3 separate regions of the Zea mays genome follow, and all the other regions are linked to region 2. The links are chromatin contacts, called in public Hi-C maps. All regions are on one chromosome and are shown on one strand. Each heading gives the region's core, a stretch centred on a gene start, on an enhancer-like site or on the middle of the called end of the contact. The rest is flanking DNA. Distances are from core to core; before and after follow the strand shown. Region 1 holds the start of LOC100191886 (UPF0481 protein). Region 2 holds the start of LOC100284044. Region 3 holds the start of LOC109943046.

Region 1 (2,700 bases), core at 35-2,534, 130 kb after region 2:
CAGCTGCACTCGCGGAGATTTAAAGCGAACTGAGTTTGGTTTCCTTCGCTACATAGTCTCAGCAGATGCGAAAAGTGACCCCACCTAGGCCCGCGGGAGATACGTCGGCCACGCGTACGCGTGCGGGAGATACTGGCACACAAATCGAGAAGACTTTTCAGGTTGTTTTTACTGTGTGATCTAATTAAAAGATTTAATATCGAAGCGATTTTATATTTGTGTTTCTGAGATTTTTTTTAAACGAAACTAGACCAATATATTTATTTTTTTAAAAAAATGATGTTATATTCAACAGTCTAGTCAACCAAACACTGTGTACACTGATCTGCATGAGTTTATACAAACAACCAAATAAATATCTTACATGAGTTCAACCAGACGCTACTCATCCTGACTTGATTCGGATAGCCTAAGGGCCCGTTCGGTTGTACAGAAATAAACCATGATTTGTTCCAGCTCATCAAAATCTATATAAATTAGAGAAATAATCCGGCTAGGAATCAATCCGGGGCTCCAATCCCTAAAAACCGAACAGGGCCTAAGTGAACTCCTACAGTGAACCAATCAGAGTTCAGAGGGTTAAAAGCTCACATGGAAGTATGGAACACGTTACACGCTAGAGCACGTCCATTATTGGCATTCTTCAAATGCGAGGAGCAGGCATTATTCTAAATTATAATCCAGCCTTCCAGCCAGCTTGCATCCAAGTCAGAGCACGCAGGATGCCGGCACCACACCACTGATGATGATGCGACTGGCCAACGTGCTGGTTTGTGGCGGCAACCACAGTGTCTTCTCCTCTCTCTCTCTCTCTCAGCTTTCTGTCACGACGACCGTGGGGGCGTGCCGCGTGCGCATTTAGCAGCATACGAATCACGATACGGCCCGGGTGCCGTTCTGATTGCCCCCGGTTGGGGGTCCGGGAAGGCGTCGTGCGCCCCCCCACTACCTGGAATGCTCGATGCCCCAGGACGCAACGGCTAGGAACCAGCAGCCAGCATCCGATTCCACTTTATACTGACGGTGCCCGCTCAAACTTTTTGCCACCTGCAATGCAATCCGCGCACGCAGGATTCGTGGGTTACCAACCGTTGACTCCATTCACATATACACAATGGAAAAGATTGTCAACTCGTCGTCGTTGTACTCGAGCCCGCAAGCAAGAAGCGGTAACTGAATGAGATAGATTCACAAGGTAGCAAGTAAGCCCAATCATCACCGATTCACCAGCACGACCCCCCCATCATTTCTTGCCTTGCCCGCTCTCTCTGTCCCGGGGCCGGGGCCAGACTTGGCAGCAAAGAGACGCGACAGCGCCATCAGCCAGCCGCCACGCCATCGATGGTCGCCGTCTTCAACAAGGACGTGCTGAGCTGGTACCTCATCACGATCAAGCTCAGGGAGGCCGTCGACGCCAAACTCCAGAGGTCAACCCCGCCTCCGCGGGACCTGCCGCTGCGGCTCACGAACGGTGACGCGTCGCCGCCGCTCCAGCGCCAGCCGGCCACGGCCAGGTCGCGGGCGCAGTCCCCGGCGCACAGCCCCAAGCCGCAGGACTCGGAATGGGTGGTCGCCATCCGCGGGAAGCTGGCGCAGGCGCGGTCCGAGGCGGCGGCCCTGCCCTGGGCGCGCCTGTCCGTGTACCGCGTGCCCAAGTGCCTCCGCGACGGCGACGAGCGCGCCTACACGCCGCAGGCGGTGTCCATCGGCCCGCTCCACCGCGGCCGGCGCCGCCTGCGGGAGATGGACCGCCACAAGTGGCGCGCGCTGCACCAGGTGCTCAAGCGCACGGGCCACGACGTCACCGCCTACCTCGGCGCGGCGCAGGCTCTGGAGGACCGCGCGCGCGCCTGCTACGAGGGCCGCGCCGCCGGGATGGGCAGCAACGACCTCGCCGAGTGCCTCGTGCTGGACGGCACCTTCGTCCTGGAGCTGTTCCGCGGCGCGCTGGACGGCGGCAAGGGCTTCGTCGACGACCTGGGGTACTCGCGCCACGACCCCGTCTTCGCCATGCGCGGCGCGATGCACGCCGTGCGCAACGACATGATCCTGCTCGAGAACCAGCTGCCGCTCTTCGTGCTGGACCTCCTGCTCGGCATCCAGCTCGGGAACCCGGAGCAGACCGGCGCCGTCGCGGCCCTCGCCGTGCGCTTCTTCGATCCGCTCATGCCCACCGACGCGCCGCTGCGCCGCGAGGACCGGTCCAGGCTGGAGTCGTCCGTCGGCGCCGAGGCCACGGCGGCGTTCGACCCGCTGCGGGGCCCGATGCTCCACTGCCTCGACGTGTTCCGCCGGAGCCTCCTGCGCGCCAGCGTGCAGCCCACGCCGCCGCCGCCGCCGCCGGTGCGGCTGTGGCCCAGGAAGTGGTCCGTGCCGCGGCGCGTGGCTGACAAGCGGCGGCAGCAGTTCGTGCACTGCGTGTCGGAGCTCCGGGAGGCGGGCATCAGGTGCCGGCGCCACAACACGGACCGCTTCTGGGACATCAAGTTCGACAAGGGCGTGCTCCACATCCCGCGGATCCTCGTCCACGACGGCTCCAAGCTGCTCTTCCTCAACCTCATCGCCTTCGAGCAGTGCCACATGGACATCGCCACCCCGGGCGGCAACAACATCACCTCCTACGCCATCTTCATGGACAACCTCATCAACTCGGCGGAGGACGTCAAGTACCTGCACGACCGCGGCATCATAGAGCACTGG
Region 2 (2,700 bases), core at 23-2,522:
CCACACATGAGGTAGAGTGTTTTGACCACACCATGAGGATGTATCAGGTTTTACAGAGGGGTGGTACAATGACAAATGGTGAAGTTCGATAGTCGAGGAGGCATAAGGTGGCCCTTGTTAAGTCTTCATGCACTTGTGGTGCACATAGAAACACCACTTTCTATGTTCTCATTACGTGACACTAACAAAGCTTCACAACTTTAACTATGACATTAGAAGTTTAGTGTTGATAACCTTGTGCTTCATGGTTTCCTCGTTTCGAGCCTTACTGAGGCTAGGGAGAGTGACCACCATACACCGAAATCCAAACAACCGATGGAACAAATATAAAACTAGAAACAAGACGAGACACAAAACGGTATGCATTAGCTCATGGAAAGAAAGAGACAGGTGATCAACCTCCTTTCTTTCTGACCCGAGCAAAACCAACATAGTAAATGTGGTAGACTAGGTCACCATTCACAAACATGCCAATGGCAGCTTATATCTAGATTCGAATGTTAAGGAGGTGTTTGAATGCACTAGGACTAATAATTAGCTGGAGACATCCAAACACCCTAGCTAATACTTTAGCTATTATCTATTTTTAGAAAAGTAGTCAATAGTTAGCTAGATATTTGTTAGCTGGATAATTTCACTAGCATTTTTTAGCCAACTAACTATTAGCTCTAGTACATTTAAACACCCCTAAGTCTAGATTATTATCTTACTATGTCTATGCATGTTTACTTTTTTGTTTACAAATATGTTGGATTAAGGGGTTGTTTGAATTCCCTAGAGCTAATAGTTAGTTGGCTAAAAATTATTAGCAGAATTAGCTAACTAACAAATATCTAGCTAACTATTAACTAATTTACTAAAAATAGCTAATAACTGAACTATTAACTAGTGTGGTTGAATGTCTTCAACTAATTTTAGCCACTAACTATTAACTCTAGCATATTCATCATTCAAACATCCCTGACCCACGTCATTTAATTTATGATTTGCCTGTGTTTTTTTTCAATTTTTGAAAAAAAAACTGGAACGAAAACCAAAAAAATGTCCCGTAAAGTTCAACCAGCGCACGAAACCCGTCGAAGTTTTTTTATTACAAAAAGGAAAAGAGATAGAACCCCGTCAACGAACGGCAAGTCCGCGGCCCAGCCCAAGACAGCCCCGAACCCGCACCGTCTCCTACTCTCTGGTGCGGGATGCACGGCCCTGCCATGCCAACGCCATCCCCGCCGGCCGCCGCATCACCACCTACACCCACCTGAAGAACGCCGTCCCCATAAACTCTCTCGGGCTCGATACTTTCCCCATCTCCCATCCCATCCAGCCATCCTCCGCTTTCCCTTCCCCTCGCCGCCCCCCACCCCCCAGATCGGCAAATCCGCCCGCACCTACCCCGCGCGCGTCGCGCGTCCCGGATGGCCATCGTCTCCTCCGCCCGACTCGTGGTTCCGTAGCATGGGCCACTCCCCCTCTTCCCTTTCCAAATCCGGCCCCTCCTCTCCACCGCGCCGCAGCAGGTCGTTCTCCCCCATGGCGCCGCCGCAGCAGCTGCGGCTGACCGCGCCGTTGCAGGTCGCTGCGGGGGGCAGCGGCAGCGACTCGTCCTCCTCGTTCGTGCCCCCCGCTCGGGACTACACCCAAGACCTGCCCGACGAGATCCTCGCGCTGGTATTCGCGTCGCTCTCGCCCACCGACCGCAACGCCTGCTCCCTCACCTGCTCCCGATGGATGGAGGTCGACGCCACCACGCGCCACCGGCTCTCCCTCGACGCCCGCGCCGCGCTGGGCAACGCGGCCACCGCGCTGTTCTCGCGGTTCACGGCTGTCACGAAGCTCGCGCTCCGCTGCGCGCGCGACTCAGGATTGGACAGCCTCTCCGACCACGGCGCTGCGGCGCTGGCCGCCGCGCTTCCCTCGGAGCGCCTCGCCAGGCTCAAGCTCCGCGGTCTAAGGAAGCTCTCCGACGCCGGGCTAGCCTCCCTCGCTGCCGGCGCACCAGCGATCCGCAAGCTCTCTATTGCGTCCTGCACCTTCGGACCCAGGGCATTCGTCGCCGTGCTCCAGTCGTGCCCCCTCCTCGAGGACCTCTCCGTCAAGCGCCTCCGCAGCGTAGCAGACACGTCCGGTGCCGCCAGTTCCATTGCTGAGGAGATCAAGTTTCCACCGGCTTTGTCCCTGCGTTCGGTTTGCGTCAAGGATCTATATAACGCTCTGTGCTTTGTGCCGCTTGTGGCGTCCTCACCGAACCTCCGCTCCCTCAAGATACTGCGGTGCTCCGGCGCCTGGGACCTGCCATTGGAGGTCATCGCTGCACGTGCTCCTGGCCTTGTTGAGCTTCACCTTGAGAAGCTACAGGTTGGCGACCGTGGGCTTGCGGCGCTTTCCGCCTGTGCCAATCTGGAAGTTCTGTTCCTTGTCAAGACCCCTGAGTGCACTGATTCAGGCATCATCAGTGTTGCCGAGAAGTGCCACAAACTCCGCAAACTGCATGTGGATGGGTGGCGCACAAACAGGATTGGAGATTTCGGACTCATGGCTGTGGCACGAGGATGTCCAGATCTGCAGGAGCTCGTTTTGATAGGGGTCAACCCCACCGTGCTGAGCCTTCGGATGCTTGGTGAGCACTGCCGGTTGCTGGAACGGCTGGCACTTTGTGGGTGTGAAACTGTGGGGGATGCTGAGATCATTTGCTTGGCTGAGCGA
Region 3 (2,700 bases), core at 77-2,576, 140 kb before region 2:
TCGTGCGGTCGTGCCTCTCGATTGCCGCGTAGAGTTGGCCTGTGTTACTTTAGCAGCTGCGCTTCTGCTTGGAAAGCTTCGAGTCCATGGCGTTTCTTCTGCGAGAGCTGCAGACTTGGGCAAGCGGTTTCCTTTTTCCTTTCGGCTTCGGGAGTTTGTTTGGACGTGATCATACGTCTCATTGGTTTCCATTCTTCCTAGTTTTGTACGTCTTCTCGGCTTTTTAAGTTTTTATCATCGTCTCTTTGTCTTTCCACCGATTTATTTATTTATTTATTTTTTTGCTGAGAGCAAAATTGGGTCTTTAAAAAAAATGTGCCACCAGTATCTCGTTACTCCCCACTGTCGCCACTGCATCGTTCTGTAGTTGTCTACTTGTCTCACTCACCTCTGACTCTGATTAAGTTAATAGCTCCAGCTTGGCGTCCACATCCGGTAGAGAACAAAGCCGTGCGCCTTTTACCTTCTCTCACCGACTCACCCTCTGATCTTTGCCACATTCCACTCTTCCATCTTGCCTGTCGCCGTCGTTTTCATGTCGTTAGGCGTGCCGGCCAACCTGCTTTTGGCTTCTATAAGACTGACCGCAAAGGCTGCCCCTACGCAGCCCCCTCCCCTTGCATGGCGCGTGCAGGGGGCGCTCCACGCGCGCAGCGGTGCCCCTGCACCGCTCCCTAGCCCGCCGTCCTCCTCTCTCTCCCTCTCAATCTAGCGTGTCACTATTCATCACCCTAAACACTGTGTTGTGGGTCCACGAGTAATTGTTAGTAGATAAAAAATTGATAGTTGGTATAGAAAATGATATTTTATAGTGGTAGTGGGGTATAGGGGGAGTATTTAGGGGGAACCGCTACGGGAGATGGAAAAATAGGGGGAAAAATAGGGGGAAAAGTGATATAGGGGGAAAAATTTAGGAGTAACGGTTGTGGATAGCCTAAAACAGCAGCAGGGCCATGGACTGTGCTATGTGTGGCCTATGCCTGCAAAAAGCCCAGCTTTAGGCATGTGTGTTTTCTCTGAAAGGACGGCATCTAGCTACAGCGATATACTCTGAGTCTGGCATCGTGCCCGAGTTCAAAAATAAGACCCGAAACCTTTCAAAAATTCATGCTGAGACCTAGGAGCACCCCAAAGCTGAAACCTCTTCAAGCTCTGGTTACCTATATATCGACTCGCCACTCCACTAGGCTAACTGTCATGCTCCTGTCTTTCAGTTAGACTTCTTTAGGCTTTATGGATCTCAGGTACAAGCCTAGTTCGTTTTCTACATGTCCCTGCACTTATATCCTCTCTTTTTTTTTTGCCATAACTAACATTTTCAGGACTCTGTATCAATGTTGCAATGCTCAGAGGTCGCGTTTATGATCAGAAGAAGGCAATGATCAACTTGTTCGACCTCAGGGCAGGGATGTCTAGCACGAACAAGCTCACAGATCGAGCTCGTATAGATGGTACACAGATTTCTACCACTTTTGTGTTTTTGTTGCAATGCTGTTGAATGCAATTGCTCTACAAGACTTGGTTTTATTTATCTTCTCTACTGCTGGAAAATATTACTGCATTTCTAGAAGTGGTGGTACTTGGGGCTGGGGAGATGCAATCTTTTTGCAATTGGACCGGGACAAATATTTCCGATGCCCTCTTTTGTGTTGAGACTAGATTGCATTGGTGTCTTGTGGACAATGACTCCTTTGCACCATGTTTGGCATTTTAAATCTAGAAGATGACATGCTTGTCTTTTTCTTGTTTTCCCCCATCTTAGATTAAAAAGTATTCAGAGGTTGTCTTGTTCCTTTTCAACCTTGCAAGGACTGATTCTCAAAACTAACTGCTGTACGTTCTGCTCGGATATTTCAGGTTCTCCAGCATGTAGAAGCTGGCAAGATGTCAAGAGAACTGTTGATCCTGCTAAAGTTTATGCCAATGATAAAGTAGTAAGTAGCATGCCGTGTCTGTCCTGATTTATACTACCATTTTCTTTAGGTGTTTTTTTCTATTAAATATAACGTAGTAAGCGAGAGCCTACTAAATTTCATTGAAGTGATACACTTCTTGTGTTCTAATAATAAGAATATTTCTGCAGGGAGCTAGTAACTGGAGCTCATCAAGAAATAATTCAAATGCATCTCCATTGGATATGGCATCAGAAAAGGAGATGTCCAAGGAGTTGGAGTCAAAGAAGAAGTCGCCAAGTGTGGTTGCCAGATTAATGGGACTCGAAGAAGATCTACCTGGTCAAGAGCTAGCATTACATCCTGCTAAAGGAAAGTTGAAGAAAAGACACTTAAATGGCAATTTGGCCGAAACAAACAATCTCCATCAACATCAAGAGCAGTACCTTTCCAGTATCACAACATGCGACAAACACATAGGACCCAAAGAAACAGTTGAGTTTAAGGATGTTTACGAAGTCAGTGAAGAACCATTAAGAACATACCATCTTCACGACCAAACTTTTCCTAGGGAAATGTCTTCCAGGAGCAAGAGGGACATAAGGATGGAGATTGTTCGTCAGAATTTCATGGAAGCAAAGCGTCTTGCTACAAATGAGAAACTCCTACATTCAAAGGAGTTTCAAGATGCTCTTGAGGTTCTAAGTTCCAACAGAGATTTGTTCCTAAGTTTCTTGAGGAACCGAACTCTACTCTCTCAAAGCAGCTAGCTGGACTTCACAGAAGCCCGTCACCACCTCAGACAAAG

Evidence for each region. A called contact is a pair of places that touch in the nucleus more often than the background predicts.
Region 1: a contact with region 2 is called in a Hi-C map of ear, with 1.6 times the contacts expected there. The contact joins the promoter of LOC100191886 here to the promoter of LOC100284044 in region 2. A contact is called at or near these places in 2 of 25 Hi-C or Micro-C datasets (ear and leaf).
Region 3: a Hi-C map of leaf shows a contact between it and region 2, with 5 times the contacts expected there. The contact joins the promoter of LOC109943046 here to the promoter of LOC100284044 in region 2. A contact is called at or near these places in 3 of 25 Hi-C or Micro-C datasets (ear, leaf and tassel).

What each region holds. Positions count from the first base shown.
Region 1 is chr10:131,514,589-131,517,288 of Zm-B73-REFERENCE-NAM-5.0, reverse strand. It overlaps LOC100191886 (UPF0481 protein), which reads left to right and starts at 1,284. Exons shown (of 1, transcript NM_001137310.1): 1 at 1,284-2,700. The coding sequence starts at 1,342.
Region 2 is chr10:131,648,474-131,651,173 of Zm-B73-REFERENCE-NAM-5.0, reverse strand. LOC100284044 reads left to right here and starts at 1,272. Exons shown (of 1, transcript NM_001156942.2): 1 at 1,272-2,700. The coding sequence starts at 1,453.
Region 3 is chr10:131,786,397-131,789,096 of Zm-B73-REFERENCE-NAM-5.0, reverse strand. It overlaps LOC109943046, which reads left to right and starts at 1,326. Exons shown (of 3, transcript XM_020545809.1): 1 at 1,326-1,451; 2 at 1,858-1,934; 3 at 2,084-2,700. The coding sequence starts at 1,343. The coding sequence ends at 2,662.